Linked DNA regions of Mus musculus: all the other regions are linked to region 1. A link is a contact called in public HiChIP or PLAC-seq and Micro-C data. All regions are on one chromosome and are shown on one strand. The core of a region is the stretch at or near the end of the contact, and the rest is flanking DNA. Distances in the headings are between cores, read along the strand shown.

Region 1 (5,165 bases), core at 1,583-4,082:
GAGAATTGACCTTCAGTAAATCTCCCCTTTTCCTCAAAATTTCACCATTCAGTGCCCAAGCATTTGTTTCCATTCGTTCCCATCAAGCCTAGAAGCTTCTATCATAGATGTTCCTATACCCCCACCCCACCCCCGCCAAGGCCTAGCCTTATCTGCATTCAATTCTGATTCTCCCCTCAGCACACCCTGTGTCTCCTTAGTCTCCAGTGTTTGGGGATTGGAAATTTGCTGACCAGATAATGGTTATTCCTGAAAATCTCTAAGAATCTTTGAGAATTATCTGGCCTAACTTGTATGAGCAAAATATTTTGCCAACGATTGTGACTGCCAGGGATGAAGTTAATTCAGGCTCCATCAGGTCAGGGAGATAGCTCAGCTCACAGTCAAGTGATGCTGCACATGATACATGAGGACCCGACTTCAGATGCTCAGGAGCTGTTCTCAAAAACTGAGGGAGGCTCAGTCGTTAGGAGCATTTTACTGCTCTTCCAGAGGGTGTGAACTCAGTTCCCAGCATCTACATGGCTGCTCACAACAACAGATACTTCCGTTCTAGGGATCTAACCCTCTTCTGTCCCCTACAGGCTTCCTGCATGCACGTAAATCAACCCATCATCAATCAATAGTGTTTAAAATACATGTTGTAGTGGTACAACCTGATGCATGATGGGTAGAAGCAGGAGGGTCTTAGGAGTTGGCTGTCCAAACAGTCCAGCCAATAAGTGAGGTCCAGGTTCAGTGAAAGACTGTTTCAAACATTAAAGAGGACAGCAATTGATAAACACTGGACTATGAGCTTCAGGTTCCTATACACACACACACACACACACACACACACACACACACACACACACGAGTTTTTACTTACTGAGATAATAACCAAACATCACTCTTTCAGGAGCTGTGTAGGTGGCTTACAGCATAATTAAAGCACTTTCAGACCCTTTACATCAGAAGTCCTCATTACAGCTTGCTTAATCAAGTGAGTCATGTAGTTATTTCACTCAAACAGAAGGCTGGAGAGGACCACTTGAGAAAGAAAGGTAACGGAGGCCCTGGGGAGTAGCTCAGCTACTACTTGCTTGCCTGGAAAGCAGGAAGCTCTAGGTTAGATCCTTATAGCCCATAAACTGGGCACAGTGGCACACGTGGGAAGGGGAGGCAGAAGGACCAGAAATTCATGATCATCCTTGGTGACGTCCTTTGAGGCCAGGCTGTGGGACATGAGTCTACCTCAAAAAAGGAGACTTCCTTCCCACCACTGTCCTCTGCCAGATTGATGGTTGCAAGGTGGCTAAAGCACTTGCTCTACAGCCTATAGATACTGTGAAGAAGTAAGGAAGGAGCTACTTTGCCTGGCAGCCTCTCTCTTTTGCTGAGGAGGATGCCTTTTCTCAATGTCCCATCTTGCTCCGTAGGAAGTGGACAAAGCCCTAAGTGAGATTGTATTGCTGACATAGGCACAGCTATAACAAGGGTCAATGCCCCAGGGCCATGGGACATCAGCAAAGCCTTTCTCCACGTGGGTCAGGGTGGAAATTGGCAAAGCCTTCCTCCTCTGGCCTAAGTATGAGTGTTTAAAGATGATGGATCCGTGTGTACAAACTGAGCAACTGCAGCTTCCTCCTCCCAGACAGAAAATAGGCTGGAAACAGAGACCTCCTACTGTGACTGGCTAAAGCCTCTTTTTGTGCTGAACATATAAACTACTGAAGTTCCAGTCAGCAGCAGGTGTAGCTCCATCTAATGGCACATAACCCGCCTGATTCTGTATTGCTAGAGTGTGTCTCTATCACTGTCTTTTCTTCATTTCCTGCCTGCCTCTACTCAGAGTCCCCAAGACCAAACTGTGCTGAGAAAGGCCACATTTGGTTCCCACACACCCAAATTGGAACCCCCAGTAAGGATGGAGGCTCAAGCTGCTCCCAGCATGGTCCCCACTGCAGAAACCACTCTTGACTCTCCCAGGGCCTTGATGTATTCCAGCAACATATTTCAAGTGACTGTGGATATTCAAAAGTACTGCTTCTTACACAATTATTATAAAAATTTTTCTATTATTCAATCATGGTTAAAGTCACATTCACTAAGTATATAGATTTTATTTCAGATCCCAATAAACAATAATACACACACACACACACAAGCAAAGGGACTGGAGAGATAGCTGTTCTTGCAAAGGACTCAAGTTTGGTTCCCAACACCAACAACAGGCAGCTCAGAGCCTCTGGCTCCAGCTCTAGGAGATCTGAAGCCCCTGGCCTCTGTAGGCACCTGCACTCATCTATACACACAGAGACACACATTCATGGGCATAGTCAACTATAATAAGAAAATTAATAAAAAGAGTAAGCAAGTGTGCCTTAGTCAATGTTCCATTTCTGTGAAGAGACACCATGACCAAGGCAACTCTTAGAAAAGAAAGCATTTAATTGGGGTGGCTTGCAGTGTCAGAGGTGCAGTACGTTTTCATCATGGCAGGAAGCATGGCAGCACTCAGGCACCCACGATGCTGGGAAAGGGGCTGAGAGTTCTACTTCTGGATCTACAGGCAGCAGGAAGAGAGAGACTCTGGGCTTGGAGTGCCTTTTGGAAACCTCAAAGCCCACTCTCAGTGACACATTTCCTCTCAAAAGGCCACACCTTCTATTTCTTTACAATGGTGCCACTCCCTGGTGACCAACTATTCAAATCTGAGTCTATGGGAGCCTTTCTCATTCAATCTACCACAGCAGGGCATTTTTAAGTTTCTTTGTTATTGAGTCTACTCTATTGTCTTAACATTTTGCTAAATCCATAGGTTTGGGTTTTTTTGTTTGTTTGCTTTTTAGTTCCCACTCCTATCCCCGCCCAGAGACTGTGTATCCCTGGATGTCCTGGAACTTAATATGTAGAACAGGTCTTCTTGGGCTTTTACTGCTTTGAACAGACACAACCAAAGCAACTCTTACAAGGACATTTATTGGGGCTGGCTTACAGGTTCAGAAGTGCAGTGCAGTATCAGCAAGGCAGGAGCATGGCAGTGTCCAGGCAGGCATGGTGCAGGAGGAGCTGAGAGTTCTACATCTTCATCTGAAGGCTACTAACAAAATACTGACTTCTAGGCAGCTAAGATGAGGGTCTTAAAGCCCACACCCACCGTAACACACCTATTCCAACAAAGCCCTACCTCCAATTAGTGCCACTCCCTAGCCTAAGCATATGCAAACCATAACGCACTAGCCTGCCTATTCAGAGATCAGCCTGCTTCTGCCTCCCCAGTGCTGGTAATTAAGGCTTGCATTACTACCCCTGGCAAATCAGTGGTTTCTAAGTACAAACCACAGAATGAAAACCAGCCCACGAGTCTCTGAGCTTCACAGTAATGTTCTCCACTGGTAGAATTCAATTACTACAGCCAGCATGCCTGAAAACAGCGCACAGTTGATGTACCATTCCATTTGAGTTCACTGAAATAATTGCTTATATTTCTATTAGGCACGCATGCAAGATCCAAACGTTAAAGAGGCAACTCTATTATTATGCATGTGAGTGCTGTTTGAAACATTAAAACAAACGCAAAAACATTTTTTTTGAGACTATGTGACTAGCAAAGTTTTAGTGCAAATGCACTATTTGAAGTGGCTTTTTGTTATACTGAGGCATATTCACAACTGTATTTAAGCCAGCTCCGGAGTCACCCCAAACTTAGCAACTTAAAACAGCAGTGCTCATTTATTTAGTTCATGTATCTGCAATTTGATCAAGTTTGGGAGAGGCAGTGACTCTCAGCCACCCCAGTATCTGTTGAGGAAGCTTGACTGGGGAAGATTCCACTTCCAAGATAGTTGGCTGTTGTAGGAGTTGGTACAGTTCACAGCCAGTTCAAGCTACTTTTTAAAAAAATAAAACTCAGATGGAATGGCCTTAACCTTTCTTGCTCATAGTTGTGAATGCTAGACGTCCAGGGTACCAGAATGATGGCGACTGGCGAAGGCTCACTTCCTGGTTTACAGATGACTCCTCTTATATCTGCGACAGGGAGAGAAGGATTGAGAAAGAAAGTCAGGAGGACAACTCTTTTCTTATAAGGGCACAATCATGACATGCGGGCTCTCTGTTCATATGGATTTGGGTGGAAACACTTCGCAGGTATTATTAACAGGGGGCGCTCTTCTGTAAATTCTGTCAGGACTATTGTCTGAGAACATAGGCCCTTGCCCCATGAGTATATGTCTCGATTTGGGCCGTAAAGCATGGAGGAAACAAATTCCTCAAACCCAGTGGGAAAGGTTCTAATACTTTTGTTTATTCATAAACGGCAAAAAGCAGATAAATGGGTTTTTTGGGGGGGGTTGGTTTTTTGAGACAGGGTTTCTTTGTATAGCCCTTGCTGTCCTGGAACTCACTTTGTAGACCAGGCTGGCCTCGAACTCAGAAATCTGCCTGCCTCTGCCTCAGATAAATGGTAAAATGGGCCCACATTCGTTCGTTCACACAAACACTCTCTCACTAACCTTTCTAGTCTGGCAGGTGTACCCTGAGTTCCAAGCAGCAGGCAGGAAAGATGCGATTCAAAGTGGCGTGCAGCCTTTGCTAGATAAGCAGCGGATGTCCGTGTGGGGTCCACGCGGCACAAAGTTTCTCCACAAGACTCTTGGGAGTTGAGCCATTTTGCCATGTCCACTAGAGTTTTAAAGCTAAATTCAGCCAATTACAACTAAGGCGTTCCACACATTATTCTCTCTCTCTCTCTCTCTCTCTCTCTCTCTCTCTCTCTCTCTCTCTCTCTCTCTCTCTCTCTCTCTCTCTCTCTCTCCCCATGGCCTGGTTCTCATAGTTATCTAGGGCCACAGCGACATGCCCATGGCATTGCCCCACCGCGGGCTCAGGGCAGTGGGCGTGAGTTCTTTATCATTCTCTCTCGCTAATTCTACCGCCCATTATCTGCAGCCGCAGAAAGCAAAGCCGAAGCCATGGACGCCCCTGTGCTTCAGGGAAATGTCCTCTTTACAGTAGACCTGTCTCAGGCTTCATCACAGCATGGCAGCTGGATTCCAGATGCAAACTTTCTCATAGGAAATCATCACCATCAGTATCTTAAGGATTGCTCCAGACTCTATCATAGCATTAAGCCTGTCTGTTGTATTCTGTCAGATAAGCAATGGTGCAGACCATACCTAAAC
Region 2 (5,165 bases), core at 1,231-3,730, 740 kb before region 1:
CTGGAGTCACCCATATTCATAGATCTCTGTTCGTCTTCGTATTCAGTCAAAAGCTGCTGGTCAGATTTCATTTGTAAACACGAGTTTTCTAAACTGACAGCACAGCAGTGTAAATGTAAGTTCTAGACTGGTGTGAAGTTTTTCTGTGCATTTTAAATGTGAGGCTCTCCCCCAAACTCCAGTTGCTCTGGTAGTAAACAGCATGGCAGGAAGCAAAGCCATCCACAGTTCAAGTGATGGCTGTGTTGGTGTCAACAAATATTTCCAGAATGAAGAGACTTTAGGCATTTTAGTACATGGGAGAGGGTGGCTGACGAACCACCTTGAATCATATCCTATGCCCAGTAGAAAGATGAGCCCAGTGTGTACCAGAGAGAGCATATGGGGTCTTCCCTGGTGGAGCCCTGGAGAACATGACTGAGTGGAAATGACGAACAGCCAAGGCAAACAAACCCTGAGATGCAAAACAGTGCGTCTCTTACTTATTTGCTTTCAAAGTCAAGGTTGTTTTCCCGGGATCCGTAATTAGTCACATATGTCTATTCACGAGCAGTGAGCTTATGTCTTGTTTAACTTTGCTATTATCTGGTCCCCTGATCCACAAATGCCACTGAGATTCCTAGCTACTTTGTTAAGAGCACAGTTCCTGTATCTGAATGGTAATTGAGCAGTTGGGGAATCCTGGTGTTTTTTTTTTTTTTGTTGTTGTTGTTGTTTTTGTTTTTTGTTTTTTTCTATTTGTTGAGTCTTTGTTTTGTCCATTTCTTGCCATATACCCATGAAGACCTGCCATTTATAAAGTCGTGTGAAACAGTGGAAGGGAGGGGCACACAACTTTAGCCTGCCTCTGGGTGCTTAGGTTGCGGAAGGAGGACTCGGCAGGACACCCAGCAGTGTGTGCCTCATGGATGTAAGCAGCAGGAGTTCCGAGAAAGGGTGATGATATCCCTGCTAGGTAAAGATGGGAAGTAGGGGTGGATCTCCACAGGAAGAGCTCAGAAGCGGACACAGCTTAATCCAGAACCAAGCTGGAGAAAGGACAGCAACAACCACCACCAAAACAACAGTGACATCAACAGAATACCAGCACAAGGATGCAAGAAATGGGTTATAGGAAAGATAAGAGCCCGTGGGGGAGATACTTACTTTGAAGTTAATTTTCACCCTGTATTCAATGCCTTCCTTTAGCACAAATGTATCCTTTTTGAGGGCCTCGAGATCGCCTGTAGAAGAGGAGTTACAAAGTTACTATCCCCAAGAAGAATGAAAGCCAAGCTTCGGCATCTTCTGCTCGGCCCACCTGGGTTACGTGATTCATAAGAGTGTGAGATTAGTGTAAACACACACACACACAGACATACACACACACACACCCTATACTGGCTTACAAATCTTACAAATTAGTTATTAAAAAATCAAAACTGTAACATAGTAAAGGGTTTTCCTACAAGTTTGATGTCTATGCCAAAAATACAGTTTTTTTCCAATAAATAGTCGTGAAGATAAATCTTTTTTCCCCCCCTAACTTCTAATCAGTACTCAGGAAGATAACTATATTTTATTGTTGTCAATAACAAAAAAAGTGTCAATCAACCAACCAGCCTAGAAGAAATTGAGCTAATATTCTGTCTATTAAAAACTTCATGTATATACATAGCTAGATGGAGACATGAGGATTTCTTTCAAAGAATTATAAAAATATAGATATATAAAAGCATCAGCCTTTGGCTTTCAAAGAATTGATAGGCTTCAAGAAAATTTCCCTCCATCAATTCATACAATTGATATTAACAATTGATAATATATGGTATTTCCTAGCTTTAACAGCTACTTTTAGTTTTTATAATTATTTAAGTAAGTGCTCACTTTGGACTCACTAGACTTGCGTTTACAACATTTTTTTTTAAGGAAGAACATTCTAATTGTAACAGCTTTAGGGTTCATAACCCTGAGATCTGCCATTAATTCTTAGGCCCTGCTTAGGGAAGCTATGACGATGCTTTCTTTAGTCTTTCCTCCAAATACTCCTGCATAGCTCAGTTGTGTATGTGTGCATATACATGTGCATGTGTGTTCACATATGTATGTATGTGTATGTATACGTGTATACTTCGGGAAAGTGTTTGACTTCATAAACACTGTTATATGACTTTAGCTCAGCGCTTTCTTTAGGACAGAAATGCAGGTTTTCTCTTCTGAGAGAGGAGGACAGAGACCAAGCTCTTCTGCCTGGTCCTCCGTCCTGTCTGGGCATGTCCTCAGCAGCGCCAGACCTACTCCTGCAAACTGACAGTTGTACCTGGCCACGTGACACAGCCGAGTGCAGGAAGAGGCCTGAGTCTGGATGAGAGAATGAGTTTCTGTCTGGGGTGATGCTGCAGCTCGGGGCCATGCATGTGTGCGTGCAGGGCGGGGCCATGCATATGTGCCTGCCGGGTGCCTGCTCTACTGATTACAGTTGAACAGGAAGCCTGTCTTCTCAGGCCCCGATTTCCTCCCCTTGACAGAAATATCCATATAAGGCAAAGCACACACGCCCTGTGAGAGGAAGCTCTGCTGCTAAACTTACTGCTCTCGACCCGTGCTTTCCTCTGGCTTCTGTAAAGCTTTGACTTTGGTGACAGATCTACCTTGGATGCCCCTGATTTGGATTTATGACCCCTTTCCCAACCCCCAATAGGTGATTATTTTCCCATGAAGCCCCCCTTCCCAGTTTCTGCTCATCTCCTCAAGATCTGCCTAATGAGAGCAGTTGGCTGTTAGTCACAAAAGGTGAAATAAACACCAATTATTATTTTGGGGTTTTTGTCAGAGAAATTGTTTAGGAATAGAGTTTTAAGCTTTGGGTGTGCGGAGCAGGGGAGTGTCTGTCATTATTCAGGAGGTGCTGGGCTTTCCTCGCCTTCTGCTAAGGCCATAGCTGGGATAAGATCAGCGCTTTCGCTGGTGTTCAAACCATATAAGTACTGCGAGTCTAGCCACGCACAGCATTTCCACCTGCATTGTCTCCTACAAGAATAGCTGTTTCTTCTGTTACCACGTGGAAGCACAGATCTGAAGTCAATACTGCACAACTGAGTAACTGAAGGCTGAAGAGATCGCGCGATCAATAAAATGCTTGAAGAGATCGCACGATCAATAAAATGCTTGCCAGGCAAGCACGAGTATTTCCTGAACCCACATTTAAAATGTTCTGAGATAAATAAATAAACAAACAAACAAACAAACAAACAAACAATATCCCCCCCTTATTAAATAAAGCTGTGCATGCTAGCTCTGGAGCAAGGGGGGGGGGCAGGTGGAGCCCTGGAGCTCACCAGCCAGGCAGACTAGCTCACGTGAGAGAGCCCGAGGTGCCCTGTCTTGATTGATGCTTGCTGCGAGAGGACCCAGTTCATATGGACAATGGTTCCCCTGGGCTAGTGGTCCTGGTGCTTTGAGGAAACAGGCTGAGCAAGCCCATCCGATAAGCAGATCCCGAGGTTAACTTGCATGCACACATGTACTCTTCATATGAACACGAATACAGAAGCAGAATAGTGCACAAATACTCACTTACCCACAAAAGGTGTCCAACTCTCAATTGTTCCACTACATTGAGTCAGGAGCTGGGTTTTTTTCATTAAATACAGAAAGCAGTGGACACTGGGAATGCAATGGTTGTGGCCTGGTACGAGTGCATGCATCTCCAAGAGCCACCTGACTAGTTTTCTCCAGTGGGAATTGGGGACAAAGATCAAATTTTCCCTGTGACATCTTAGACCCCTCTGAAGAGTAGAGATGTGTTCACTTACCAGTAAGGTCCATGGTGATGGGTCCTGGTGCACTGTCACATACAAGGCTAAGCCGGGTAACAGTCACGTTGGGAACTGTTGGGTCTGCAGGGTTCAAAAGAAACCATGAGCACACAGAAGGGCATTAAGTGGAGAAGAGCTCGTGAGTGCATGCATGGGAGTATGCGTGTGTGCACGCATGTGTTTGTGTGTGTGTGTGTGTAGATACAAATGTGTGTATGAGTGCATGTGTGTGCATGTATGTGCGGGCATGTGTGTGTGTACACATACAAATGTGTGTATGAGTGCATGTGTGTACATGTATGTGCGTGTGTGTGTGTTTCATGCTGTGGATGATAAAAGAGAATATAAAGAGGAATTTAAATATGTAGCAATCAAAACAGAATGGCAGACTCGCTATGTTTACTATTGATTTCTATAAAAATGGAAGAATTAAGAATTTTCTAATTCAGGCATTTACGGATTGTGTTCACTACTTTTAGGTCAAATCGGCACAAGCTAGGATCATTTTGGAAGAGTGACCCTTACTTGAGAAAGTGCTCCCACCAGACTTGCCTGTGGGCAAGCTGGTAGTGCATTTTCTTGCTTGATGATTGCTGTGGGAGGGACCAGCTCATATGGACAGAGTTTCCCCTGGGTTAGTGGTCCTGGGTGCTATAAGAAAGCAGGCTGAACAAACTCTGGGGAGCAAGCCAGTGCACCCCTCCATGTCCCTCAGCTTCAGTTTCTGTCTCCAGGTTTTTGCCCAGAGCTCCCAGCCTGTCTTCCCTCACTGATGCACTGTGATGGTGGAAGCATAAGACAAATAAACACTTTTCTCTCCAACTTGCTAACTAAGACACAGACTCATCTTAATTATAAGTCTCAAATACTGAGACATTGTCTATTCAGGCCTGTCGCCATGTCTTGTTCTGGCAGTGTGTGTGTGTGTGTGTGTGTGTGTATGTGTGTGTGTGTGTGTGTGTGTGTGTGTGTGTGTGCTAGAGAGAGAGAAAGAGAGACAGAGACAGACAGAGACAGAGGAATAGTTAAGAAACGTCCAAGAAAGAGAGAGAAAAAAAGTAGGGACTAGTGGAGACCGGAATAGAGTGCAGTTGTGGTCTGAAGTTCTACATGCTCCATGTGGGTAATTTTTGTCTGCTTCACCTCTGACTCTCACACAGGCTCCAAAGAAAACATAATTATACAATCCATGACCTTAGGCAGCAGGTACAGATGGTGCCTCACCCACCTAACCAGGAAGCCCTTTGCTCCTGACTGTGGGTGACAGCAATTGCATGTCTCCGTGGAGGCCTTGCCCTGACCCATCCCTACACGCACACACCTGCTACCACAGGGACATCTCCCAGCAGTGTTTTCTTGTACTTGGTT
Region 3 (5,165 bases), core at 1,604-4,103, 670 kb before region 1:
GTATACATGTGTGTGTGTGTGTGTGCATTCACATATATGTCTATTAATACATGCATACCCTGGGTGTGTTGATCTACCCATTTCCACTTTGTGTTTTTGGCAGGGTCTCCCACGGAACCTCAGGCTGGCTGGCTGGTGAGCTCCAGTGATCTATCTACCTGGGACCCTGTTTCCAGTGTAGGGATGTGTACCCTGCTTTTAGCTTTGTTGTTGTTTGTATGTGGGTGCTGGGAAGAGGAACTCATATCCTCATGCCTGTGTAGCAACCACTTCGCTGACTGATCAGTCTGCCTGCCCAGTCCCATCAGCGTGTCAATTCTTACTTAAGGTTTTAAGCACATTTTGAGTTCTGCTTGCCACAGAGACACCCGAGTACCCATTTTCACCATTGCAGTATTCACAATATTATGAAAATATACATATGTATATATTATGTTATATACAAATATAATATATAATATGATACATATTATCAGATTATGAAATAATCTCTGATGTCCATCGATGAAATAAAATACAGTACATAAATAAACTCAATTATTCAGCTATAAAGAACAAAATTCTATCACCTCCAAGAAAGCTAATGGAATCTGAGGTCATCACGTTCGGTGAATTAAGCCAATCTTACAAGAGCAGGTATCCCATCCTTTCTCTCACTCTGAGATCTAGGAGAAGAAGAAAAGGACAGAGGGGACCATTGTGAGTGTGGGAGGCGAGAGGGAGGTGAGATCACAAGAGTGCTGGAGGTTGGGAGTAGATGAAAGGACATTATGTGCAAGTATGGAAATGTCAACAGGAGCCCTTTGCTTCATGCAATTAATAGATGCTAAAAATAAGGGTGTGCGATGGGCTCCGGCTTCCCTGTTTCTGAAATGCCGTTGGAGAGCACAATTGTAGAGAGTTGGAAACTGAGAGCTTAATTGCAGTAGAATACAGCAGTGTGGGAGTCAGGCATCAGCCGCAGAGACACCACAGTGCGTTCTCTTTGTTTCTGGCTTTGGCTTGAATGCTAACCTTCCTCCCCCTCTTGTACTTTCTCTGTTTCCACCCTCGAAAACCAGAGAGTGGAGCTTGTGTGCAAACCATCGCTATTCTCAGATCTCATAGTAAGAAACCCCAATTCAGTGACTCAAGGAAGAAAGCAGAGAGTGCAGAAAGCCAATAGTGGCTCCAAGAATGGCAAAAGGTTTCAAGGTAGGCAAGGCCTTTAATTGCCATAATTTGCTTTATTTCAGTCAAAATGCTCCGATCTCAAGACTCAGCCCCCACAAAGGCAAGCTTCGAAGAAGGAAAGGGTTAGAATCTAGTGGTTAGATTTGTGGAGGGATGGGGTGTGGACCCTCCAAGTCAGAGGGTCCTGCTACTGAATACTTTCTTGTTTTCTTTTTCTTGTATGTATGTGTGTATGCCTTGTATACCGGTAACCACAGAAACCAGAAGGGAATATCTGATCTCTTGGAGCTGGAGTTACACTGAATGCTAGTGTCAGATATACAGAGGAAGGTTGGCTGAGATCAGGAGAGTCCTGAAAGTCTTGGTTTGGTGTGGAGTGAAATACACACTAGCCAGCATGGCCACACAGTAATTAGTATAAGTATAAAAAGAGGGGAAGAGATGGGTTAATGGGTTAAAAGGTTGGTGTATCTTCTAAGATGACCACTCTAATGGCAACATCACATTGAGAATAGTATTAAGATGTGAATGATGATGATAAATGAGCTATCCCCACTGGTTTGAAAACCCTACAGTGTACTGGGAAGGAAGAATTCTTGCCCGTGAGATAATATGAGTCACATTTTGAATCACTGTGACAAGCATCTGGTGTGTGAAACTTAGAAAGAGAAAAGGTTTGGGATAGCTCTGCTTTAAGTCTCAGATCTTGAGTGATTCGTGCCATTATTCTTGTCCTTTGTCAAGGAAGCACGCTGTGGTAGGAGCTTAGGGATGCAAAACCACTCACCTCATGTCCAGGGAGCCAGAGAATGCAGAATCCCACAACCCCCTTGGACAGCATGTCCCGGATGAGTTAGGACTTGCCTCTAGGCTCAACCTCTTAAAGATCCTATCAGCTTTGTACAGTGTCCCACTCAGTTCTGTCCACACGCATCTGGGGAGCTTTCTAAATCTGTTCCGAAGCCATAGGATATTACCTTTGCTCCGTCTGTCTTCCCAAGAGGGGACTCTGCGGAGGAGTGCACAGGTCTGATGTGAGAATGTAGAGTGACATAACTACTTCCCCCCGGAGTGTGGGAGTGTGACCGAGCACACTTCAGAAGCAACTCTGGGGAGGGTGGTCTTCTTTTGGCTCATGGTTTCAGAGCGATTTCAGTCCACCATGGCAGGATGGCCACTGCTCCCTGTGGCTCTAGAGTGCTGGAGACAAAAGGCAAAGCATTTTACCTGCGAACAGATAGTAAACAGAGAACACAGGCCAGAACCAGGCACAGACAGGTCAAAATCCCCTATTCTCACCAGCCAGGCACCACAAGGTAAAGACGCCTCAGTCCTCCCAAACAGCGCCACCTGCTGGGACTGTCAAAAACACATGCGCTGTGAGCCTTCTACATTCAAACTCTTTTTTTGTTTGTTTTTGGTTTTTTGGTGTTTGTTTGTTTGTTTGTTTTTGTTTTTTCAAGACAGGGTTTCTCTGTATAGCCCTGGCTGTCCTGGAACTCACTATGTAGACCAGGCTGGCCTCGAACTCAGAAATCCGTCTGCCTATGCCTCCCGAGTGCTGGGATTAAAGGCGTGTGCTACCAAGCCCGGCTCTACATTCAAACTCTTAACAAGTGAACACTTCTAAGGGCCCCTTGGAGAATGTAGGAATGGTGGGGAGGGGGATTTGGAACAATGGGAAAGAGCTTTGGACTTTAAATTTCTTACTTAACATGCCAAATGCTTTCCTTCATTTTAAGAGATCTGTTCTATGCCGGGCGTGGTGGCGCACGCCTTTGATCCCAGCACTCGGGAGGCAGAGGCAGGTGAATTTCTGAGTTCAAGGTCAGCCTGCTCTACAAAGTGAATTCCAGGACAGCCAGGGTTATGCAGAGAAACCCTGTCTCAGAAGAGAGAGAGAGAGAGAGAGAGAGAGAGAGAGAGAGAGAGAGAGAGAGAGAGAGAGAGAGAGAGAGAGAGAGAGAGAGAGAGAGAGAGAGAGAGAGAGAGAGAGAGAGAGAGAGAGAGAGAGAAAGCTGTTCTACTTCAACCGAGATGTACAAGGCAGATCGTTGTTAGTTATTTTAAAGCTCTATTGTGTGAGAGCCTTGGCCTCATCTTCTCTACACTGAGCCATATCAGGGGAAATGCTACAGAAAAGAAGTCCGATAAGAGTAATCTCTGCCTCGGGCAATGTTTTTCTGCCAAATCTGAAAGAGAGAGAAAAGAATACATCTCTATCAGGGACAATGAGACAGAACAAATTCACAGAGCTCGGGTCCTTTGTCAGAGACACAGAAAGCAGCAGAGTGAACAGGTGATCCATGATCGCCTTTGACACAACCGAAGCTCTGCTGTAGCCCGGGACTGAGCACGGAATTACACTGGGGTGGGGTTGTGCAAAGGCTCTAAGCTGTCTTGATGTTCCTAGCGCGACAGAATATAATCAGATTCAACAGTGCTCACAAAAGCCAGTTATTGGGAGAGCAATTCAGAGAGATCCCTGTCCGTGCAGGAAGATTAAAGCAGAACTAGGCAGTCCCTGCTCTGCAGCTAGGCTCACCTGGGTGATGGCCTTCAGAAAGACTTTTTCTCCCCCCCCCCCCCGCAAAACTTTTCCTGTTAAGGGGGGGTTCTGCCATAGTTTTCCACCCCAAGTCATTTTCCCTTTTATCCTCATAACAGATAGACATAGTGGCAAGGAGGGTACGCTTAACTGTATTTATCAAAAAAAAAAAAAAAAAAAAAGAAAGAAAGAAAGAAAGAAAGAAAGAAAAGAAAAGAAAAGAAAGAAAAAAAGAAAGCAAAACCTATATAGGCTGTCTCCTCTTGAGTTCAAGGAGTTTGCAATACGATGTAATGGGGGCTGCACTGGAAGTTGGAATGCATTTCACTGCTGCTATACCCTTTGCTTCATTAAGAGAAAGCAAACAGGAGAAAGGAATATGACTTCTCACAGCTCAATGGTGGAGGAAAGTAAATAAGTGGAATGTCTAATGCCCCTGAAATTCGCTGGAGAAAAACCAGTTTCACCACTTCAGCCAAGCTTCTAATTAAATACTAGCCAAGATGGGTTTTGGTCAGCTGAGTTTTGCAGGGGCTTATAAATGGAAAGGCCATGATGTTTTCCCATGAGGCTTTGTTACTTTCTAAGAACTACAACTCCCAGCATTCCAGGAAGTTACTTGGTTCCTGGGTGGGTGGGGCTTATAGGTTAACTTCAGGTTTTACACATGGTCTTCAACTGGTGGTGCTAGAACACCTGACTTTTAAAGTCTGTAGACAGAAGGCTCTGAAGTCACTACAGACATGGGGAGGAGGAAGTTTATTATAGATTCGTGGAGCGAGCATGGGCAGAGTCAGAGCTGCTTGAGAGAGTCTAGAGTTGACATGACTATACTGAGTTGGGGCATGCTGGGAGAGGGTAAAGATGGGAATCAGGTGTAGCAGCAGCAAGGAGCCAAAGGTACAAAGGGGCGGGTAACCAGACTGTCTAGATGATAAGGATGAGCCTGTGGGGGAAGGGCAGCCCAGACCCTAGGCTGGAGAATTCTGGGTAGAGCTCCAGCCATACCCTGTAACAGGTAGGGACTGGCGGATGCTGAGAGACCCTGGAAGCCAGAACCACCTTGCTATGTTAAAGAGGTACCTCCGCCTTTTACCCTGGGTTTGAAACTTAACACAGACTTCACCCTTTATGGCTACCTTTGGAATCATAACACCATTTGCCTACTGTTCTGAATCAGAGAAGGAAGCCTGCAGAGGCTCTGTTTACACCACAGTGATCAAAGTCACCTCACACTTGGCTTCTCGGCACCCGACGGAACTCAGCACACAGAAGTGGGAAGGGCAGGAGTTCAAAGTTATCCTGGGCTACAGTAGCCAATTAGGTTGAAGCCAGCCTGCACTAGAAGAGACCCTGTCTGAGGAAAAACAAACCGGGAACAATACATACATAAGTTTGAAACCCAAGCGCAGCTCCGTGAATCTCATGAGAAGCCCAGTGGTCC

The links. Hi-C and Micro-C count contacts between places; a contact is called where the count stands out from the background. HiChIP or PLAC-seq counts read pairs in DNA pulled down with a chosen protein or histone mark.
Region 2: a contact with region 1 is called in an H3K27ac HiChIP or PLAC-seq map of embryonic stem cells, with 5 read pairs. The contact joins two enhancer-like sites. A contact is called at or near these places in 1 of 115 datasets of contacts at active chromatin or transcription factors (embryonic stem cells) and 1 of 9 other capture datasets (adipose tissue).
Region 3: a contact with region 1 is called in a Micro-C map of embryonic stem cells, with 1.8 times the contacts expected there. The contact joins two enhancer-like sites. A contact is called at or near these places in 1 of 484 Hi-C or Micro-C datasets (embryonic stem cells) and 2 of 115 datasets of contacts at active chromatin or transcription factors (both in embryonic stem cells).

Annotation. Positions count from the first base shown.
Region 1 is chr6:137,666,874-137,672,038 of GRCm38.p6, forward strand. No RefSeq gene overlaps it. Among named protein-coding and RNA genes, the nearest start is that of Eps8, 20 kb to the left of the region's middle. Within about 2 kb of position 2,833, at least 4 of the 459 cell types and tissues checked have an H3K27ac peak or open chromatin away from gene starts, as enhancers often do. A contact at or near this core is called in embryonic stem cells, where this site is marked.
Region 2 is chr6:136,928,466-136,933,630 of GRCm38.p6, forward strand. It overlaps Arhgdib (Rho, GDP dissociation inhibitor (GDI) beta), which reads right to left. Exons shown (of 6, transcript NM_007486.5): 2 at 5,119-5,165; 3 at 3,795-3,878; 4 at 1,147-1,223. Among named protein-coding and RNA genes, the nearest start is that of Erp27, 8.9 kb to the left of the region's middle. Within about 2 kb of position 2,481, at least 191 of the 459 cell types and tissues checked have an H3K27ac peak or open chromatin away from gene starts, as enhancers often do. A contact at or near this core is called in embryonic stem cells, where this site is marked.
Region 3 is chr6:136,997,393-137,002,557 of GRCm38.p6, forward strand. No RefSeq gene overlaps it. Among named protein-coding and RNA genes, the nearest start is that of Gm30055, 19 kb to the left of the region's middle. Within about 2 kb of position 2,854, at least 22 of the 459 cell types and tissues checked have an H3K27ac peak or open chromatin away from gene starts, as enhancers often do. A contact at or near this core is called in embryonic stem cells, where this site is marked.